2 separate regions of the Mus musculus genome follow, and region 1 is linked to region 2. A link is a contact called in public HiChIP or PLAC-seq data. All regions are on one chromosome and are shown on one strand. Each heading gives the region's core, a stretch centred on a gene start, on an enhancer-like site or on the middle of the called end of the contact. The rest is flanking DNA. Distances are from core to core; before and after follow the strand shown.

Region 1 (3,233 bases), core at 318-2,817, 640 kb before region 2:
TCCTATGCTGGGACCTAGACAAGGCCAATTTCCAGATAGTACTACAGTGACATGACCCATGCTTCAAGCCTTCTGGGCAAGTACTTCTGCTACCTTGGGCTATCAACACCCTCCACAACTGATGGACCATGGGGTAGTAAGCATGGAGATTAGAAGAACTGGATGGTAAATGATAGGCATTTTCGTAGGCATAGCTATTGCTGTCCTCAGCTCCTCACTTCTGCCTTCACTCACCTATTCATCCAGCTGTCCTAGCAGCAAGGGAAGAGAAGGTGTTTTACAGAAGACAAAGTTCAACACTGCGTGTGATCCAGGAGCCAGGGCTTTGGGTGAGTTAGACCCAGCTTCCCATTCTGTGTCCTATTCCTATCCACATGGCACCAACAGTGAGGAAATGGACTTGAGAGAGCCTCAGTGTATCACCCCCCAAAAGGTATGATAGTGCCTACTTTCCAGCAGTGGGATATGGGGATATGTCTTGTGCAGTGACTATTGTCAGCTTGTCACAACGGGTTTAACTTTCTTCACTGTATCTCTAGTATAGAAGCAGTAGGATAGACAAAACAGTTGAATAGCTGCTAGAGCTAGGAATTCTGGGAAATTTTACTTCTATATCATTGTAAATCTCCCATAGAGCCTGGCATGTTCCTAGGTCATCTTCATGAACATGTGGTGAAGGAAAGCATGGAGAGGGGGAGTAGGAGGGGGAGGAGGAGGAGGAAGTGAAGGAAAACCTAGTCCATCTGTCACCTTATGATCTATGAAAGACTCCTTCCCAAAGGAAGGTAGAAGGTAGTTTGAGAACTCTGTCAAAGGGTTTTCCTCTTTCATACTTGCTGTGAGTCACTTCATCTCATCATGACCTCCTTGGGTCTCTGAGATATCTAAGCAGCCTGACTGAAGACAGAGTTTGACAGCCCAAAGTCTTTTCCCTCAACTGCATCAGCCAGACCATAGCTAAGGTGTTGTACTTCTCTTAACCCAAGAAAAGATCTTGTCTCTTATCTAAGATCTGATATTGTTAACCAAGCACACAGCCTGTCACCTGCTGTACCACATTTACCTCATAGAAGGGGAATTGCAGCTACCCTTGCTCACTCACAAAGTCACTGAGGGGTCTGACAGAAAAGGATCTCTGTCACTTGCAGAGCTCCACTCTTATGGAAACCTGTAACAGATGTGCTCTCGCTGTGGTGTGAAGGACTGATATTAGATCCTCAATCCAAGCAATGAAAAAAAGTGAAATATTCACACAGAAAAGGAAGAGAAACCTGAGCAGGCTGGGGACATTTGAGGGACATGTTTCTGTCCTGCCATAACTTATGGGAATCACTCCTGTCTAGATGTCAGGTGCTTCCCTGCACTTTTCCACAGTGTTTTTGTGTTTACCTAAGAGTCCAGCATCCATAGACTGCTCCCCACTCGCCCCACCAACACATTTCTCATCCCTGGGGACATCTTTCCTTCTCCAAATATGTACAAAAGCACCAGCCCCAATGCTGGCTGTGGGCTGGCTGAGCTCAGGGCTATTCTGGGGCAGCCGTTTTGCACGCCTGCTAGAGGAGGATTAATGAGCCAGTCTGCTCACCCATTGCAATTAGAAACAACACCACAACTATTCTGAGGCTATTTCTATGCAGGGAGCTTGAACTGCTCATCAGCCCTCCTCACTCAGAGACCTGTGGGTAATTAGGGCCCTGTTAAATATAGGAGACTTGATGGTTAGCAGCCCCATCTGCGTTGTCACCCTCGGCTGGCACCCTGAGAGAAAGAACAAGGGGATTTCACGTCAACCTGCAGAACCAGAGCCAAGAGCGCCCTGGCCTTTTAGCCCAACACAGGCTTGAATGCCAGGTGGGATTTAGGAGTGAGAGTCGATCAGTCCTAGGAAAGCATCCTGGTATTCATGGACCTAGATTAGCCGAGCCGCAGATCTGACAACTACGGAATCATCAAAAGGATGATCCGGTTTTCACTAAGGCCATGGTGGGAATACTGGGTGTCTGCATCTCTTATATTTGAGCAAGAACAGCTTAAAGGAAAACAAGAAGAGAATGGAGTGGGCTAGGAGGAGGACTGGAATGTGTGATGGTCAGAGCAGCCTTTGAGTCCGCACAATTATGGGAACTTTAGGTGATTAGGAAGCATTTTCTGTCCTATGACAAAATACTCCCAATTAAGCAGATCGCATTGCTCTGGATGTGACAATCCATGTCATCCTTAAGCTGTCTCCTTGTATTGCCAGAGGGGCTGGGGACTGAGAAGTGTCAGCTATGTATTTTAGATTCTCCTAGTGTCTTTTTTTTTCCTTTCTAGAAATTAGGAGGTGGTAGGTAAAATTAGGTACATAGCCAGAGCCTACGTGCCAGGGAGACATCAGGAGTTCCTCTGACTTGTCTCTACGACACATACCTCTTTGTGAGTATGTTCTCTGAGCCCCACTACTCAAACTGTGAACAATTCAAACACTACCTGAGAATGTGGCAGAAATGTGGCATGGTCTCAGGTCTACTGCTTAGAGCCTGCCCTTTAACAATGTTCTCCTGTGATCTATAGAAGCATCCAAAGTTTAAAGCGTGCCCGGCAGGAGGCATTGCTGGGTTCCTGGGAGCAGACTTCAGTGTTATTAAGATTAGCCAGTGTGAAGCTGAGGAGAGGTGATGGTGTGCAGCTGGGCCAGTATGAGGCTATTTTGATTTCATCCTGATGGATGGAGAAGCTTAGCACTCCCAGGATAAAGGGAGAAATGGTGTCCATTATGGAAGGGCCTCAGTTGTCTGTAACTTCACCTCTGGATCCTATCCTCCATATGTGCCCTTTGTATCCTTGGATGAGGATTGTGGCCAGATACTGTCCATATTTAGATTGTACTTTAAAAAATAAAGTACCAGGTCCTCCCTCTCCCCTGACCAGCTTATAAGATTCAGTTGCCTTTATGGTTAATGTTGTTCTAGAGGGTGGTCCTCCACTTATCACAGGTCAGTGACTGATGCTTGAGATGGGGACATGGCTCAGTGTGTTCCCAGAGCCATATACCTGGTCCCCCTGAGGACCCAAGCTCCTAGGCATGCTACTTCCCTTGGTTTTGCCAGACCTCTGTTCAGTGATAGGAGCCATTCGTGTCAGGAGTGGATTATTGGTGCAAAATGGCTCCCACTGAAAAAGGAAAGGAAGTCACTCATTTTCTGGGTACTTGGGGGACCTGCTGGTCATGACGGTCACTCTGAGGGCTA
Region 2 (2,993 bases), core at 321-2,820:
GCATTTCCTCAAGGAAGGCTCCTTCCTCTGATGACTCCAGCTTGTGTCAAGTAGGCACAAAAGCAGCCAGTACACTTGGAAAAGCTATCCACAAGCGGTGCTATCTACACAGCACCTGGCTAGGCGCCTGCAGAACTCAATTTGTACTGTGTTCCTTTACCTTAACTCAGTTTCTCCAAATCTAGGTGTTATGTGTGCAAAAAAGAAAATGGTGAAAAAGTGTTTACAATCAAATTCAAAAAGTCCTTGGTTCAGCTAACTGAAGCCTGGCATGTTAGCAAGTGTCCTGTGATCCTAGCACTCTCCAGAGTTGGAGGTAGGACAGTCAGATAGCTTCCCCTAGCCTGGAACTCACGGAGACCTTGAGTGCTGAGATTAAATGTCTGCATTTTTACACCCAGGAGAACTCAGAACTTTTAACTTGCTGTCATATCAAATGTGATGTTCCAAGAAGTACCCACCTTCAGGCTCTCCAGGCCACCGCGCAAGCACAGACTTCTCACCATGGAATATCACTTCAGGGTAGTGGGTGATAACTGTCACAAAATGAAGCCTACTATGAAGGAGAACGTTAACAGTTCAGTGCTGGTTTCCCAAATGGGCTTTGCTTCCCTTTAGGAGAACCATCACCAAGAGTTAAACCCAAATCCTATCCCTGCTCCAAGACAAAAGGCCCCGCTTATACCAGCTCTCCTTTCTTTCTAACGTAGGCCCCAACGTTAGCACCCCACCCCCAGCCACCCTCCCTGTTCCATCACTGAGAACAGGTACCTAAAAGAAGCAACCCAGGAGAAAAAGAGTTTCTTCTGGATCATGGTTCAAGGTTAAAGTCCATCACAGTGGAGAAGGCTTGCCGAAATCAATGCCATTGCTGGTGGGGCATGAGGCTGCTTGTTCTTGGTCAGATCAGAGAATTGAAATGAGCACGGAAATGGGACCCTGGGCTAAGCCCAAGTCCATCTCCCAGAAATCTGCCTCCCACAGCCAGGCTCCACCTCCCAAAAGATTCACAACCTCCCAAAACAGCGCCACCATCTGGCAAGCTAATGCTTAAACATGTGAACCTGTGGGGGACATTCCTGCCCAAACCCTAATGGCTCATCTGTCTGTTGACATCCCCAGCACTTGCTCTTCTGGAAAGAACTAAGCCAAAAATAAAATTACAGAGGGAACCTGTTTGGCAGCTTATTGGGGTTTGTCTGAGTTTATGCACCTCCTCCAAATTAATGCTAAGTAAGGGTTCTTGTGCCATGTGTGGCTGAGTAGAACTCTTCAGCCATTTTGGCTAACTTTACATGTTCCTGTAATAGAAGCAAACTGAAGATTCCCATTGCCTATGACCAAAGAAAGAAACAGAGAACAAGGACATTTGAGCCAGAACAGAAACAGCGGTCAGAGGAGGTCCTGGGCTCCCCGGGGCTGAAGCATAACCCTCCAAAATGAATCTTATTATCATGGCTTCAATTCATCAGATCCTGGCAAGTTGCAAAACAAGCTGAATCTGCTTGCAAGGGGTTTTCAGTCTGCCAAGGGAAGGGATTAATATGCATAGCCGTCCTTCCAAAACTATCGGGCATGAAGAGCCACGGTAGACGCTTTGTCCAATAAAGCCCTTGCCTAGAGTTCTGCCTAATAGCTCTGTGCTTTAGTTTGTGGATTAGCTTCAAGGACAGTTTATCCCTGCATGCAGATGAGAATGTCAGCCGACTCACCTCCACCCCTGTGTCCTGCACCTGATGGCACACTTAATCCTGCTGCTAAGTCAAATATAAAATGCAAAAATGTCAACCCAGAGGGGTGGATGTGTTGGAGACCAGGAACTATGAGAGAGAGAGAGAGTTAACCTCTCTGGGCTCCCACATCCTTACAACTGTTCCTTGATCCTCCAGCTGTGTTCTTCCACCCTCCATAATGCCCGACTCCAGCCACCTGGCTCCAGTAAGGCAGCTGGTTATTGCCTTGGAATGAAAAGGCATCTGCTGGGGGCTAGCTAGGCGGCTCAGAGGGTACAGGCATATGCTTCCAAGTCTGGCCATTATAGTTCATTCCCCAGGACCCACAGGCTGGAAGGGACGAAAAGACTCTGGTGGGTTTGACCTACACATGTGTGCTATGTCACACATGCCACATATAGACATAAATAAATAGATAAGTAAATACATAGGGCTGGTGAGATGGCTCGGCAGTTAAGAACACTGACTGCTCTCCTGAAGGTCCTGAGTTCAAATCCCAGCAACCACATGGTGGCTCACAACCATCCATAAGGAGACCTGATGCCCTCTTCTGGAGTGTCTGATGACAGCTACAGTTTACTTACATATAATAAATAAATAATTTTTTAAAAGTAAATACATAAATAATTTTAAAACTGTTTGATGCTTTTTTAAAAGAGAGCCACCTGCTCGGAGTCAGACACTGAGAGGCTTATGCAGGGCTATGACCTCACACCAACCCTGGGAACTGCAGCTTTCTACTGGGCAGAGATAAAAACCAAAGCTGATTGGTTAAAAAATACCGCGCACGCCTTTAATCCCAGCACTTGGGAGGCAGAGGCAGGCAGATTTCTGAGTTCGAGGCCAGCCTGGTCTACAGAGTGAGTTCCAGGACAGCCAGGGCTACACAGAGAAACCCTGTCTCAACAACCCAAAAAAAAAAAAAAAAAAAAAAAAAAAAAAAAACCCATACCCAAGAATGTCCAGGGGCAGCACTCGCCACCCAGGCGAGGCCAGAAGTGACAGAGAGTAGTATAGCTAACCTGAAATGGATGACATCAGATTCAGTCACTGTCATGGGGCCCTCCCAGAGCCTGTTAAGACCACTGAGCATGAGAGATGTGCTCTGGACTCTGCTGTGATCTAACTAACTCCTCACACCCAGAAAGCTTCCTGGCACATAACAAGCATTTGGATGATGAGAAGTTATCTCTGTGAGACGGTTGGGATTATGTTAGGCCTTTGTAGGAATAGACATATGTAGAAAAGAAACATTTATTG

Evidence for each region. HiChIP or PLAC-seq counts read pairs in DNA pulled down with a chosen protein or histone mark.
Region 1: a contact with region 2 is called in an H3K27ac HiChIP or PLAC-seq map of VIP interneurons, with 6 times the contacts expected there. The contact joins two enhancer-like sites. A contact is called at or near these places in 2 of 15 datasets of contacts at CTCF or cohesin (large pre-B cells and pro-B cells), 1 of 484 Hi-C or Micro-C datasets (bone marrow-derived macrophages) and 2 of 115 datasets of contacts at active chromatin or transcription factors (VIP interneurons and fibro-adipogenic progenitors).

The regions. Positions count from the first base shown.
Region 1 is chr1:184,089,110-184,092,342 of GRCm38.p6, reverse strand. No RefSeq gene overlaps it. Among named protein-coding and RNA genes, the nearest start is that of Dusp10, 56 kb to the right of the region's middle. Within about 2 kb of position 1,567, at least 10 of the 459 cell types and tissues checked have an H3K27ac peak or open chromatin away from gene starts, as enhancers often do. A contact at or near this core is called in VIP interneurons, where this site is marked.
Region 2 is chr1:183,446,593-183,449,585 of GRCm38.p6, reverse strand. No RefSeq gene overlaps it. Among named protein-coding and RNA genes, the nearest start is that of Hhipl2, 30 kb to the right of the region's middle. Within about 2 kb of position 1,570, at least 1 of the 459 cell types and tissues checked has an H3K27ac peak or open chromatin away from gene starts, as enhancers often do. A contact at or near this core is called in VIP interneurons, where this site is marked.